Linked DNA regions of Mus musculus: region 1 is linked to region 2. A link is a contact called in public Hi-C data. All regions are on one chromosome and are shown on one strand. Each heading gives the region's core, a stretch centred on a gene start, on an enhancer-like site or on the middle of the called end of the contact. The rest is flanking DNA. Distances are from core to core; before and after follow the strand shown.

Region 1 (6,963 bases), core at 3,214-5,713, 170 kb after region 2:
TCATGCATACACATACATGCACACATCGTGCATACACACATACACACCCATGTATATACACGCACATCATGCGCACACACAATTTTAGAACAACTTTAATAAACTACACACTGTTCCATTGTGAGCCGCATGGGAACTAAAAGCTAAGATGGTTCAGATCTTGTCTGCACAATTATTTGTCCATAGCTAATGTATAGAAAGCATTCTTGGTAACTCTGCAACTAGAGAGAACTGTGGTATCCTAGGCTGTCCTTGAGCTCAATCCAGAGCTGAGCATGTCCTAGAACTTCTGATCCACCTGCCTCTGTGTCCCCAATGTAGGGGACAGGCAAGCATTACCATGCCAGGTTTTACCTAGTGCTAGTGATGGAGTCCAGAGCCCCATAGATGCAAGTGCTCTACCCACTGAGCTACATGCCCTTTTCTTTTTCCATCTTTCTAGGAATGGGTGGGCACCCAGTTAATGTTTGCTGAACCAAAAGCTGTGCTCTCCGTGGCGACCAAGGTGGGACTCTGCCAAGGTTCCACTGGCCTCCCACTTGGTTGCAGCAGGAGAGGAGCCTGGGGCTTGACTGTGGCATTCCTCTCACCCCCTCCCTCCTGGGGCCAGTTTCCAGCCTGGGAATGAAGGAGGGAGGGAGGCAGGACAGTGGAGCATTGCCAAGGTCAGGTGCGGTTCCCCAAGTCGATGGGAACGCGTTCCTGAGATAGGGGTGCGATGGCTGGAATGTGAGGGGGCCACAGGCAGTGACGGGCCGTCCCAGACCAAGAGCTGAACAAATATTGACCCTCTGCAAGGCAGCTTCTTGAAAATCCTCCACGGGATGCCTCTCAGTGTTCCCCTATCTCCAGCCACCGTCCGTCCGATCAGGGTGCCTCCAGTTGGGTGGGGATAGGGTGGAGGCTGCTGGCTGGCTTCAAGGCTGCCAACCCGTAGGGAAAGAGACACAAGTGAGAAGGGGTGGCAAGCACGCTAGGAGGACACCTGCCTCCCCTCAGGGGTGCCAAGGAACCCAGGACTGAATCCTCCAGGCTACCGAGGACAGTGCCCTCTGGTCAGAAGGAAACAACCCAGTGTGACCTGGTCTGCTCCACCCAGGCACACCCTGCCTTCTTGGGTCAATGACCTCAGGAACTCTACAAATGACCAGAGGCCTCCCATCTGTCCTGTGCCTGTCTTGGGGGCAGACAACCTAAAGACCATCCCTGAGGCAAAGTGAAAGAAACATTTGGGTCCAACCCACAGTTCCAATGCTCGCTCAAATACCTAGGTTGGCAGGGCAGCCTCCAGGGTTCTGCACCCCCTGACCCACTGGCCTCACCTCACCCACGTCAGAGGCCGAAGTCTGAGTGGCAGATACAAGAGTGTCATGAGTTACTAGCAAGGATATATGAGAATACATTTCCTTAGAGCCTTAAGGCATTTATTCTCTGATTCTAGAGGAGGCTGGTAGTAAAAGACACACATATACATACATATGCACACACATACACACACACATGCATGCACACACACACAAACACATACATAGGCACACACCTATACATGCGCACACACACAGACATGCATGTATACACACATACATATACACACATACACAGGCACACACCTATACATGCACACATACACACACACACACACACACACACGCACGCGTGCACACACACACATTCCAGGGATCTGTCACAGCACTCAAGGGAAACACTCAAGTGCTTGCACCCTGAGAAAGTAAGAAGTAAAGAAGTTCCCAGGGTTTGGACAGGAGAGGTCTGACCCGAGCAGAAGTGGGTGCTTGAGAATAGAGGGGAAATCCCTCCATGAATGTGCCTTAGTCCAGAGGAATGAGGCTCAGGACCACCCTAGGAAAACAGAGTGGGTCTCCCATAGGACCAGCCATGTCCCCCACGGACCCAGGCTCCAGAGAACAGGCCCTATCTCCATTTTGGGCTGGCACTGAGGAAAAAAAAATCTATTTTTCTTATCAGACTGGAAACCAGGAGAGAAATAGGAAAGCTGGAGGTTAATGCCAAGCTGTGCCTAGAAAGAACTCACTCTTCTCCCGTCACTTAAATCAATGATCTCTTTGGCAAATCCCGGGTCCACACACATTCCGGATACCACTCAGCATGGAAGCTCACGCACTGGGAGAATAGGTCTGAGCGTATCACGTCTACCAGGAAGAGGAAAGAAACGATTGAAATTTTTTGTCTCACCTGTTTTTTAAAACTAGATACTGTATCTGCAGGGTTCCGACTCAAGGTTAATAAGCCCTGAGGATTTTTCCCTACCTGGTACCTCCCTGTCCTCTGCTCCTGCACTGTGTATGTACGTCATCACTTTGATTTCTCTGTGTCTTTGCAGTGTTTGTTCATGCAAATGCCTACAGCATTCTCACTTTCCCTTCTCAGAGAGAGCTGCAGGAGAGTTGGAACACTTCCAGTTTAAAAAAAAAAAAAACCTAGGCTTATAGCTACTGGGGTGGGGGCGGGGGGCAGTGCTCACACCCTACAACAGTCATGGCCTGCTTGATGCTAAGAGGCAAGGGCTAGCCCAGCACCACACACGCTTAGGAGACCGAGCTTTACTTTGTGGGAATGCTTTTGCCTTGATTGTTTGTTTGCCCCATGTAGCCCAGGCTGGCCTCCAACTCACTAGGTAGCAGAGGATTCCCTTGAACTTCTGATCCTCCTGCCTCTGCCTCCCCTAACCCAGGATTATGGACGTGGGGCACTGTGCCCAGTTTATGAGGTGCGTGAGAGCAAATCAGGGCTTTGTGCACGCTAGACAAACACTCTACCAACCGGGCCATACCTCGAAACCCCCAATGGAAGGGTTTTGGTGTTTGTTTGTTTTAAAGAAGCAGTGGTCTGAATGGAACTTGTTTCTTGTGCCCTCGACTTTAGATGAACTGTATCCTTAGGGAAGTGGGTGTGGAGATAGGAGCTATGCCGGGAAAGAAACCGTGAAGAGGAACCTTAGAGCAATGGGGTGGGGCAAAACACAAAGGCCAAGTGGTACTTCTGTGGCCCGAGAGTTCTGAGAATCTCCCGGCAAGGCTAGGCATCTTAGTTCTCGGAACAGAAGTCATGGCTGTGTGTCCCTGGCAGCTTGGGTGCTGCAGCTCTGGAGGCTGGGGTTCAGCCTATCTAAGGTACACAGCATTATCTCCTTTCCTCCCTACTGGGGAGCCTAGGCCTCCCAGAGGGCCTGGCTCACAAAGTCTTGTTAATATTTACCACGGCTTCAAAACACCGGTGCATACAAGCTCTGGCCTCCCTCCCACACATAAGTGCATACACAGCACATTGCCTCCTTGGCCTGTTGAAGTCCCTTCCAAAGCCAGGTGGGTACCAGTGGCATCCAGTCCAACAGCATCAAAACCATGTCCCCACTGGCAGCTCTGTAAGCTCAGATAAACAGCCAGGACCCCTTCACTCGGCCAGTCCTGATGCAGATGCAACATGAGCTCCACAGTGGGCAGTTGTCCATGGATATTAAAAACTCTCAACTATCAGATACCCACCATCAGTTCAAATGATGGCATTTTATATCTATTAAATATGCATATGACACATTAAAACCAAGTTCACTCGTGGAGATGACGCCTCAGTGATGAAGAGGGCTTGCTGCACAACCATGAAGATCCACGTTCATATCCTGGGCGTGGTCTCACACTTGCCTGCAACCCTAACAGTGTGGAGAGTGGAGAAAGGAGGTTCACCGAGACTAGCAGCTGCCAGACGAAACATCTTGCTCCAGGGTCAGGGAGAGACTCTGACTCAAAGTAATAAGGTAGAGAGAATCAGAGTCAGACTCCCAATAGCGCATGGCGGTATCCACCTTTAATCCAGCCTTCGAGCTCCAGCACAACCAGAGTTACATAGTGAGAACTTGTTTCCAACAAACAAGAAAAAGAGGAGGAGGGCAGGAGGAAGGACAGGAGGAAGAGGAGGGAAAGGAGGAGGGAGAGGAGGAGGGAGAAGAAAAGAAGGGGGGAGGAGGGGGAGGAGGAGGAGGAAGAGGAGGAGACTCAATGCTTTCCTGGTCCTCCATGCACTTACCCAAGCTTGCACTTGCATGCAGATTTGCTCCCCACACACAAGAATTAGATCAGTTTCACTTAAGAAAATAAAAATAATTCAGTTGCTCCATTTATGTGTTTTGGTGGGGAATGTTGGTTTAGTTTTGGTCTTTTGTGGGGCTGGGACTACATCTAGGAACTTGTGCGTGCTCAGCCCACACTCTAACACAGCTACACACACTCGCCTCTTCATTTTATGTTTCTAATGGGCTCCTAGAAACATTGACCATACATGTGGCTCACATTAAGGATCTGTTGGACAGATGGACTGCGAATGCCACAGGAAATCTATCTTGACAGCTGCACCCTTTCCACTTCCTGCCACCAGACAGAGAGCCCTTGGAGGCGGGGTCTAACCAGAGGAGGGGCGATGAGGTGGAGAACCGAAGATGCATGCTCTCTGCCACCTGAGGTAGCTCAAGGAACACCAAGCCTGCCCACCGCTGTACACCTCACCACTTTGACTGGGGATCAGAAGTGGCTGGTTTCACTCAGGTGGCCTTCTTCTGGGGCAGCAAGGTGGGGAGCATCTTGGGATAACAACAAAGAACAAAGCACAAAGCAGCATGCTGAATCCCAAAACGTAAGAAAGTTAGGATATGCTGCCTTCTTGCTTCTGTTCAATCAGACCCATTCCATCACTAGACGCATTTGCTGTTTTGAAGCTTAGGAGGTTGTCTGTCTATCTGTCTGTCTGTCTATTTTTTTCAAGACAGGGTTCCTCTGTGCAGGCCTGACTGTCCTGAAACACACTCTGTAGACCAGGCTGGCCTTGAACTCACAGAGATCCACCTGCCCCTGCCTCTCAACTAGTGGGATTAAAGATGTGTGCCACCCAGCCTGGTCTCTTACTTTTTTTAAAAAAAATTTTTTTTAAATTACTCTGTGTGTGTGTGTAGGTGTAGATGTGTTTGCATACACAACTCATGGAGGCTTAGGGAGGCACTGGGGTCCTCTTCCATCTCTCCCCACTTTATTCCTTTGGGTTAGGGTCTCCCCCCACCCCCTGAACCTAGAACTGGCTCGACCAGCAGCCACACCATAGTGTAGTGTGTGGGCAGAGGCCAGAGATCAGCTTGAGGGAATCAGCTCTCTCCTTTTACCAGGTGGGTTCCGGGAATTGAATCCAAGTTGTCAGGCCATGAGCCATCTTGCTGACACATGGGTGGAAGTCAGAAGACAACCTCAGATGTCATCCCTCAGTTTCCAACTTGAGACAAGGCCTCTTGTTGTCCACTGTGTGTGTGCTGGACAAGTTCTCTGGCCCCAGGCTACTGGAGAGGTGCTGGTCTCCTTTCTCTGCCTCCTAGCTCACTTTGGAGGGCCATTCGCACTTGAGGACCATCCGCTGGGGACTGAACTCAGAGCCTCATGCAGGGCCCTGTCACTGTCTTACACCTGAGACTCTCCTCTTACCGTGTTTAGCCACAGAAACAGCGCTGGCTCTTCAAGCCTAAGAGATGGGGTCTGAAAATTAAGTGTGTCCTGAGCCCATTCACCCCAGAATTCTAGTCACTCCCCTTCCTTGACTCCCCGAGTCTGTTGAGTCTCCCCATTCCTGTTGCTGAGCCTCATTCCCTCTAGTGTGGACTTGCTAATGCTGAACCCCAAAGGCCCATTCCCTCCTTCATGCTAGACATGATGTGTCTATTAACCCTACCTGCCATTGCCATGGTTACACCAGCTGGTTACATCACTGCCGATGCAAGGTGTGGTCATCATGTCTCCAAATCGTCCATCATAAGAACACCTTTCCCCCTCTCACTGGTAAGACAGACATTGGGGCAGCCCGTGCAAGGCCTGGAGGATGCTGTCACATACCACTGAGTCCATTTTAACCTCTGTGGAAACTCTTCTAAGAACGAATGGTCTCACTGGAGGTTTGTCAGCGGTGGGCCCAGCTCTCGACCCCAGCATCCCAGCAAAGTGATGCTCAGGGCGTAGGGGATGAGGAATTCTTTGTCTTAGATGGACATCCCTACTCAGATGGTTCCCAAATCCCCACATCTCCTGGGTTTCTCACTGCCCCCCACCCAGCTCACCCAGTCATGACTCTGCAAGCCTTTCCAGCTGATTCTGTCTCAGCTCTTCTTCCCTTTAGTGTGCGGACAGGGTAGGAACAGGGTAGCTGGTCCACGGCTCCCCCTCTTTCCTGCTTTCACCCCTTCACCGGTGAGCACATCATTAGGGAAGAGCCATGGAAACAGGACCTTCTCAGGCATTCAAGGTGAGCACAAAGATGGGTACGAAGCCTAGGAAATCCAATACCTACTAAAATTAAGCATGCTTAGATTCAACAGTTCTACTTTTGGTTGGTTATTCAACCAATATATCAAATGCATGGAGACTTGGGAGATGGCTCAGCAAGCATGAGGCTCTGAGTCCCCACCATACACATAAAGGCCAGGGCATCTGTAACACTGGGGCTGGGGCAGAGGTTGTAGAGATAACTTACTGGCAAGCTAGAACTTACAGCAAACTATGCACTAGCAAAACTCTGTAGGGAAGGAACAGGAAAAGATGCCACTGTGGCATGGATGTACCTCAGTGGTAAGGGACACCATGGCAAACCAATCTACCAGTTAGTGAGCTTCAGGTCCCTGTCTCAAAAGAGAGAGAGAGAGAGAGAGAGAGAGAGAGAGAGAGAGAGAGAGAGAGAGAGAGAGAGAGGTTGAGGAAGATACACAGCATCAATATCTGGCTGCTGTAAGTGCACAAGTGCTCGAGTGCTCAAGTATACACAAACACATACAAACATACACCACACACACACACACACACACACACACACACACACACACACACACACACACAGGAAGTATCATATCATCATAAGGTCTTAAGAAGAGAGCCAGGCTAAAGACTGCTAAGGGCTGACTGG
Region 2 (6,839 bases), core at 2,471-4,970:
AAGCTGGCACCCAGTTTCTGTCTCCCTCCTACTAGGAGAAGAAATAGAGAGAGCTTGTGTCCAGGCACAGAAGGTGGCTCTAAGGTGACAACTGCTGGCTAGAAAGGTGGGCGGGTCTTGTCAATGTTCCGATGATTCTAACTATTAGACACAGCAAATCAGGGGGCTCTGTGGGGACCCCGTGCCTCCTGTAATGCCCAGCTGGGCTCCTAGGAAATGCTGTTGGGCCATGGGATGGATGGGTCATATCCCCTCACCCTTTACAAGAACCAGCCTTCTCCCTCCCCTCCCCCGTCCTTTAGAGACAAGGACTGAGTTATTCTTAGTACGTTTCATTCATCAGAGTATGACAAATGGTGTCCTGGGAGGGATGTGTGTGCACCACAGGGAGCCAGAGGGTGGAGTGCAAAGGTCCCATCCACAGGGAGAAGCCATTAGGTCTAGTGAGCTCCATCTGGAGGGAGATACAATCTGTCCTCAGGAATATCCACTCCGAGGGGACATGTGTCCCCAGGGAGTACAGGTCTGAAGGGACATAACCTGTCCTCAGGGAATACAGGTCTGAAGGAAACATGGCCTGTCCTCAGGAAACCTGAGTTTATGTAAGATACTCTCTGGTCCTCAGCAAGCCTCTGTCTGAGGAGACACGACCTGTCTTCAGGGAGTCCCAGTCTAAATGGGGGAGACTGAGTGCCTCTTCTTTGGGAGCCTCTGTGTGGGTGGGGAGACACAAGCCTCTCTTCCTGGGCTTCCCTGAAAGTCCACCCTGAGGGAGACAGAGAAGGTTCTGCCCTCAGGAACTGGCCTCATGGTAAGCAGGCAGCTGCCAGCCCTGCGGAGAATGGCAGCCCAAGACAGCATGGACTCAGGATAGGAAACACAGCTAAAGTGACACCCAGCCATCACTGTCACCAGAAATGGGGTGGCCTAGAGATGACAGAGGAGATGGGATCCCGGGGATAGGAGCACCAGGGTGTCCGAGGCTCTGTGGCTCACACCGCACACCCTGCTCCTCGCTGGCCCCCTTGAGTCCACAGGCTAACGCTGGTCAGCAGAGGGACTCTAGGCCTGAGAGGTGGGCATGACACTTTTTACAGGAGGGTAATTAACAAGAGCCAATGGTGCTTGCCTCACAGCCACCAGTAAGAGCTAAAGCTGACCAGGAGGGCTTTCCCCAGTCTTCTGTGTCCCAGGAGAAAAACAAGGACAATGTCGTTTCTCACATGGCCTTCTCTGAACTTTCCCCTAGGCTTTCTTGTTCCTGTCAACGAAATCGGGCCTTGTTCACTATTCTTTACTAGCAGAGAAAGTGAATCCGGGTGAGTCTTGGGCTTCCCAAGTCTCCCACCTCCAGGCCAGGGTTAGCACAGTCAGAGGACAGTCCTATAGGGTATGGAACAGCCCCTGAAGTGGCGGCAGGTGGAGCCTTTGCTGCTGCTGCGGACTTGAAAGGGGTCATGAGGGCAGGGTGCAGGTTCTAGGACCTGGAATGAGGGGAATGGGGCTAATGACAATGACAGCTCCCCTTGGTCCAGTGCTGCTGAGGCCACGGATGGCAGCGGCGGTGGGTAATTAGAACGCATCAGCCGTGGCCCAGCGTCCTGTAATTTCTCCCTTTTCATGCGCTCTGGTGTGATGTACGAGGTGAGGCGATGGCTGCTCCGCCGTGAGTCACCTTCGGAATCGACGCAGGGACGCAGGGGGCGGCAGAGGCCACGGAGAAGGGACTCCCGCGGCAGAAGGCCAAGGGTCACCTGCCGGCAGGGCTCTCGGCCTGGCCTTCCCTTGGGGAGCCTTGCAGCGGGGAGCAGTCCCACCTGCAGGGGGCGCCCTGAGACGGTTATCCTCCCCCCCCCCCAAGTTCCGGGGCGTCTTGCCACCCGAAGGCAGGTGCACTGAAGAAGAGTCGGGCAAGTGCATTGCAGTTCCTCCTAGGCTGGGATGCGACAGGTGTCAAGTCACAGTGCAGAAGGAAGGGGCTGCGAGTTCTGGCCCAGCTCTGAATCAATTCGGGAGAGCAAGGGGAGGAGCCAGCGGGGGGCTACCTCAGGGAGGGGAGTTTATTTATTAGCCAGATTAGCCCGCATTAATGGGGGCGCGGTGGTGGCCGGCGGCAGCGGGGACATAGCTGGCATAGCTGGCATAGCGGCTGGGCCTCCCGCGGTGCGCGCTCTGGAGGCTTCAAAGGGGCTTAAAGAGGCCCCCGGTGGCACTGCCATGGCCCCTCCGGGGAGGGCGTGGGCGGCGGGGGAGAAGGCCAGCATTGTGCGGGAGGATTAGGGATCTGGCCTGGAAGGAATTTTAAACTGCTACAGCTGAGCCCCAGGAACCACGCTTCCCCCAACACACACACACACACACACACACACACACACACACACACACACACACAAGCACACACAAACTTGCACGCACACACACACATATACAGTAGTCATGAGGAGCTGTGTTTGTCTGTCTCTCTCAAGCTGGACACTTGCTTGTTATTTGGCAAATAACACAGGCTATCCAGTTACATAGAATGAAGCTAAGTATAAGTATATCTCAAATGCTGTATGGGATATACTTATGCTAGGATATTTGTTGCCTTCTCTTCAGCTTAACTGGATATCTTCCACCCCCTCTAGCAGGCAATCCAGATACTTTCCCTGTGCCCAAAAAACATGTTTTTGGAATCCAGGATATTCGTAGTTCCCTGAGGGCAGGAGTCTCTGCCCCTTAGACTGAGAAGCAAGCTTTGGTCCATCAGAGCAGAGCTGAGAGTGGTGTATCTTTCCCACCAGACTGGGAACTTCCTGAGGTCAGGGGTTGATTTTTACCAGGCGTTTTAGAGAGTTTCAGGGTTAGCATCTGTTTCTAACCATGCCTGATTGTCCCTGGAGCAGGCTCTGTGGATTGCTGGAGGCCTCGTCTCTCCCAGAGCAGCGCTGGTGATCCCTGCCTGTACTAGTGAGTGTTCCTGACCACAGGAGGAGCCAGGGGCCTGGAGGATTGCCTTCCAGATGGGTCCTCCTTCTAGGAATCCAGCGTGGAGGTGCTCTGGAATGCTGAGCCTGGGAGTTTGGAGAAGAGCGTCCACATCCTCTAAGCCTTCTAATCTGTCCCTGGTCCTGGCCAGGGCTCTTGAAGGCCGCGTCTACCTGTTCCCAATTAGGTTGTGGAGAGAGTGAGGTTTGGGGGAGCTCTGAGATCTGGGTACCCAAGCTTCATGCCAGTCAAGTGTGCCTTGGTGCAGTGGTCCTGCTGGTCTCCTGGCTGCCCATGAGCATCTCAACAGATTGCCAGCCTTCTGTCAGCCTCAGCCATTCCCAAGGCCTTTGCTCCTGTCTGTGGTCTCCTTGCCTCTAGTATGCTCTGCACCCAGGGCAGCTGAAATCTTCATCAACCCGGACCACTCAAGGAGCCAAACAGGAATCCAAGGCTGCAGGGATGAGGTGGGGGTGGGGTGAGCAAGTCAGGGGAGCAGAGATAGGAACTGTGGTGTATCCCTTGCTCCTGCACCCCTCCTAAGGCCCCTCATGCCTCAGGGCATCTGAACTCTTCCTGGAAGCCGAGGGAAGGCCCTGGAAAGCCCTTTCCCACGGTCACAGCCTCAGCAACCCCCCCACTCCCTTGTTAACTATAGCCACCCCAGGCTTGCCCTCTGCAGGGTGCACCCACCCTATTGCTGAAGGCCTCCTCCTTAGGCTGAGTGCTTGCCGCCACCCGCCCGCCCGCCCGCCCGCCCGTGGTATCATCACCCCACTCCTCAGGCCGCCCAGTCATCAGGTCAGCAATTAGCTACTTCCTCCCAGCCACATGAGGCCACCAAACGTCACAGCCCCTCCTCCAGCCTCTGCTGCCAGCAGCAGGAGTGCTGGGGGTGCCCCCCACCCTTTGTAGTCAGTGCCAAGTCCTGGCTGCACACCCCCTCCCACAACCTACTGAGTGCTGCGGTAATGAGCTCCCATCTAGGAAGCTGGAAGCCGCCTGGCTGCCTCCTCCTGTCACCCCATTCTGTGGCCTGGGTGGGGCAAAGCTGTCTCGAGGGTGCTGGCAGCGGAGCTTGGGCAGGGCTGGAGACTTGGGTGTCCCTGACCCCACTTGTAAGTGGTTCCTCCTGGGGCCCAACAATCTGAGAACTGATAATGGCAAGTCTAGGAGAAGAGACAGAAAAGGGGGACACCTTCAGATGCCTCGGCATGCTCCTCAGGAAGTCCCCGTAGGCTCCCACACCCAGACCTAGGCATGCCCACAAGTACAAGCTGTTCACAATCCATCCGTCCTGCTGCAGTGGGGGATCCATGTACTCAGGCAGCAAGCCCATCACATAGCAGTGCCAGAATCAGGACCTGTAGAGGAGTCAGGGTTGAGGGAGGGAGAGGCAGACCATTGATGCTCCTGTTTGGGTTGGGGTGGGGGCGGAAGATATGATTGTCAGAGAGAATTAAAAATAAATCCAACGAATGTGTGTGATCTTAGATTACTTGGGAACCTGGAGTGGTTGAGTTTGAATAATACAAGGAGATGGGAAAAAAAAAAAAAAACAGAACTTGGTTGGAGAGTTGGGGTCTTGGTTCAGGGCTGGCCCCACATTGATGTAATGATGGGGGACCCTTTGGTATCCCATTACTCGGGTTTGTGGAGGTGAGTTTGCCTTGGGAGGAGGTGAGGCTGCCTGCCCTAGTCTTTTCTTGATTCCTGGCATCCAACCCCGTTTAGATGAAGGGCACAGGTGAGGGATGTGGGGGCGTGGCCAGATGCTGCCCTGATTGGCTTGGGGGTGGGGCCCAGGAAGGGTTGTCTACCTGCCCCACCCCTGAGTGGCTCTCTAACAAGTAGCCAAGAGCTGGCTTCTTGTCCTGGGAGGGGATGAGTCACCTAGCACCTCCCTGACCAGGTAAATGAGGCAGTAGGGGTGGGAAGCTGGGTGGAGGGGTTTTCTAGGAACATTCCTGGAAGGGAATCTGGGAATCGCCACTGCTGTGGGAACCACCTGCCTACCTGCCTGCCTGCACCTGCATCTTGGCTCAATACACCCTCCTCCTTGTTCTACCAGCTAGCCTCTAGGTTCACAAGGCAGGGCCCTTGCCTCCTTAGCCCAAGCCCATCTCCAGCCTGCTGCTACCACCTAGCCTGCCCAGCAGGCTCTCCAAGCTGTGGTTCCAGGAGCACACATATGCACGTGCTCCTAAGCACATGCGCGCGCGCCCACACACACACACACACACACACACACACACACACACATACACGCACACACACGTGCACTGTCACTACCACAGGCAGTCACACTAGCAACAGCACCTCCCTAGGCTTGTCTGTACACACACACACACACACACATACACGCACACACACGTGCACTGTCACTACCACAGGCAGTCACACTAGCAACAGCACCTCCCTAGGCTTGTCTGTACACACTCACACACATCCACACCATCCACACCCACACACCATCCACACCCACTCAGACATGCACATTTACACACCTACGGCTATAATACTGGTGTGTGTTTATTAGGACCCGTATTCCCAGTGCCTGGGAATGTGACTTTATATGGAAACAGGTTCTTCGGAGACTGCAATCAAGTTAAAAGGACATCTTACTGGACAATGGCTGGTGTACTTAGAAGGAGAAGAGAGACTTAGAGATGCAGAAGCACAGAGCTGCACACAGAGAGAAGTCATGCAAAGAGGCAAACTCGGGGGTGATGTGACCACAAGCCAGGGCCTGCCAGCAGCCCACTAGGAGCGAGGAGACGGTATGGAGCAAGCTTCCCTTAGCCTTTGGGTGTTCGGAGCATTAACCCTGTGTAGGCCTTGACGTTGGACTTCTGACCTCCTTGACTGTAGGAGGATATTTTTTTTTTTTTTTTTGATGTTTGAAGCCATCGAGTCCGTGGTGATTTGCATGGTACCCTAGATGATGTTGGTGACATTCTGTTTGGGGCTACGGTCTCTGTCCCCCGCTTTCTTGAAAGTGATTCAGGGCTCTAAAGATTCCCATGGCTCAGAATAGATCAGTTAGTGTGTTAGTTTTAGTTTTGCTTTGACCAAATATCCCAGGAAACCAGCTGAGAGTGGGGAAATTTATTCCGTTCATGGTTTCTGGGGTTCCTGTCCATCACAGAGGGGAAGGCATGACAGGACAGAACAGCGCCTCTGGTGGCCTTGACAGAGAAGGAAAATGCTCAAACTAGCCAGCCCCTTGCCTCCCTTTAAACCACACCCGGGCCTTTAGGCTGTGGGGTGGCACTGCCCACATTGCGGCACCTCCTTCAGTCTTTAGCCAATCCTTTCTGGAAATGCTCTCAGAGATACACCTAGGAGAGGATTTTAATAATCTCCTTGGTCCGTCTTAATCCAATAAAGTCAACGACTGAGATCAACTAGCCCAGTGATTTTAATCTTCTTCTTTCCTAGAATTCTTAGCCAGGGCCACTCTCTTAAAAGGATGGGCTGACATGAAATAGATCCAGAAATGGTGGTAGATTAACCCAAGGGAACACTACCCAGCCATGAAAAGGGAAGAGGGAGAGTCAGGAAGAGCTGACGCAGGGACAAACACCCTACGGTTCTTTTAATTTGAGTTCAAAGACACATAGAGGCTTGATAGAGTCTCCAGGAGGGCCGGAAACACCCTGTTTGACCTTGATAGGGAAGCTGACATATCCATCTGTAAAAATCCACTGAGTTGTGCAATTTGATACCCAGGAAATGGTTGACCCAGAAGCTATTGGGAGGTGTTTTCTGGTGACATCACGGTTGAAGGCTTGGTCTAGGAACACTGGGCCTTGGTTATCTTTTCGTGAATATAGGAGAAAACTCCGCTCGAGCGGAGAGTTGGCTGACTT

Evidence for each region. A called contact is a pair of places that touch in the nucleus more often than the background predicts.
Region 1: a contact with region 2 is called in a Hi-C map of the HPC-7 cell line, with 2.1 times the contacts expected there. The contact joins two enhancer-like sites. A contact is called at or near these places in 4 of 484 Hi-C or Micro-C datasets (the HPC-7 cell line, bone marrow-derived macrophages, embryonic fibroblasts and 1 more) and 2 of 115 datasets of contacts at active chromatin or transcription factors (embryonic stem cells and pancreatic cancer cells).

The regions. Positions count from the first base shown.
Region 1 is chr17:45,970,273-45,977,235 of GRCm38.p6, forward strand. No RefSeq gene overlaps it. Among named protein-coding and RNA genes, the nearest start is that of Gm36122, 25 kb to the left of the region's middle. Within about 2 kb of position 4,464, at least 58 of the 459 cell types and tissues checked have an H3K27ac peak or open chromatin away from gene starts, as enhancers often do. A contact at or near this core is called in the HPC-7 cell line, where this site is marked.
Region 2 is chr17:45,803,776-45,810,614 of GRCm38.p6, forward strand. The region is part of intron 1 of Gm46607 (a long non-coding RNA gene); the gene reads left to right. Among named protein-coding and RNA genes, the nearest start is that of Gm46607, 18 kb to the left of the region's middle. Within about 2 kb of position 3,721, at least 56 of the 459 cell types and tissues checked have an H3K27ac peak or open chromatin away from gene starts, as enhancers often do. A contact at or near this core is called in the HPC-7 cell line, where this site is marked.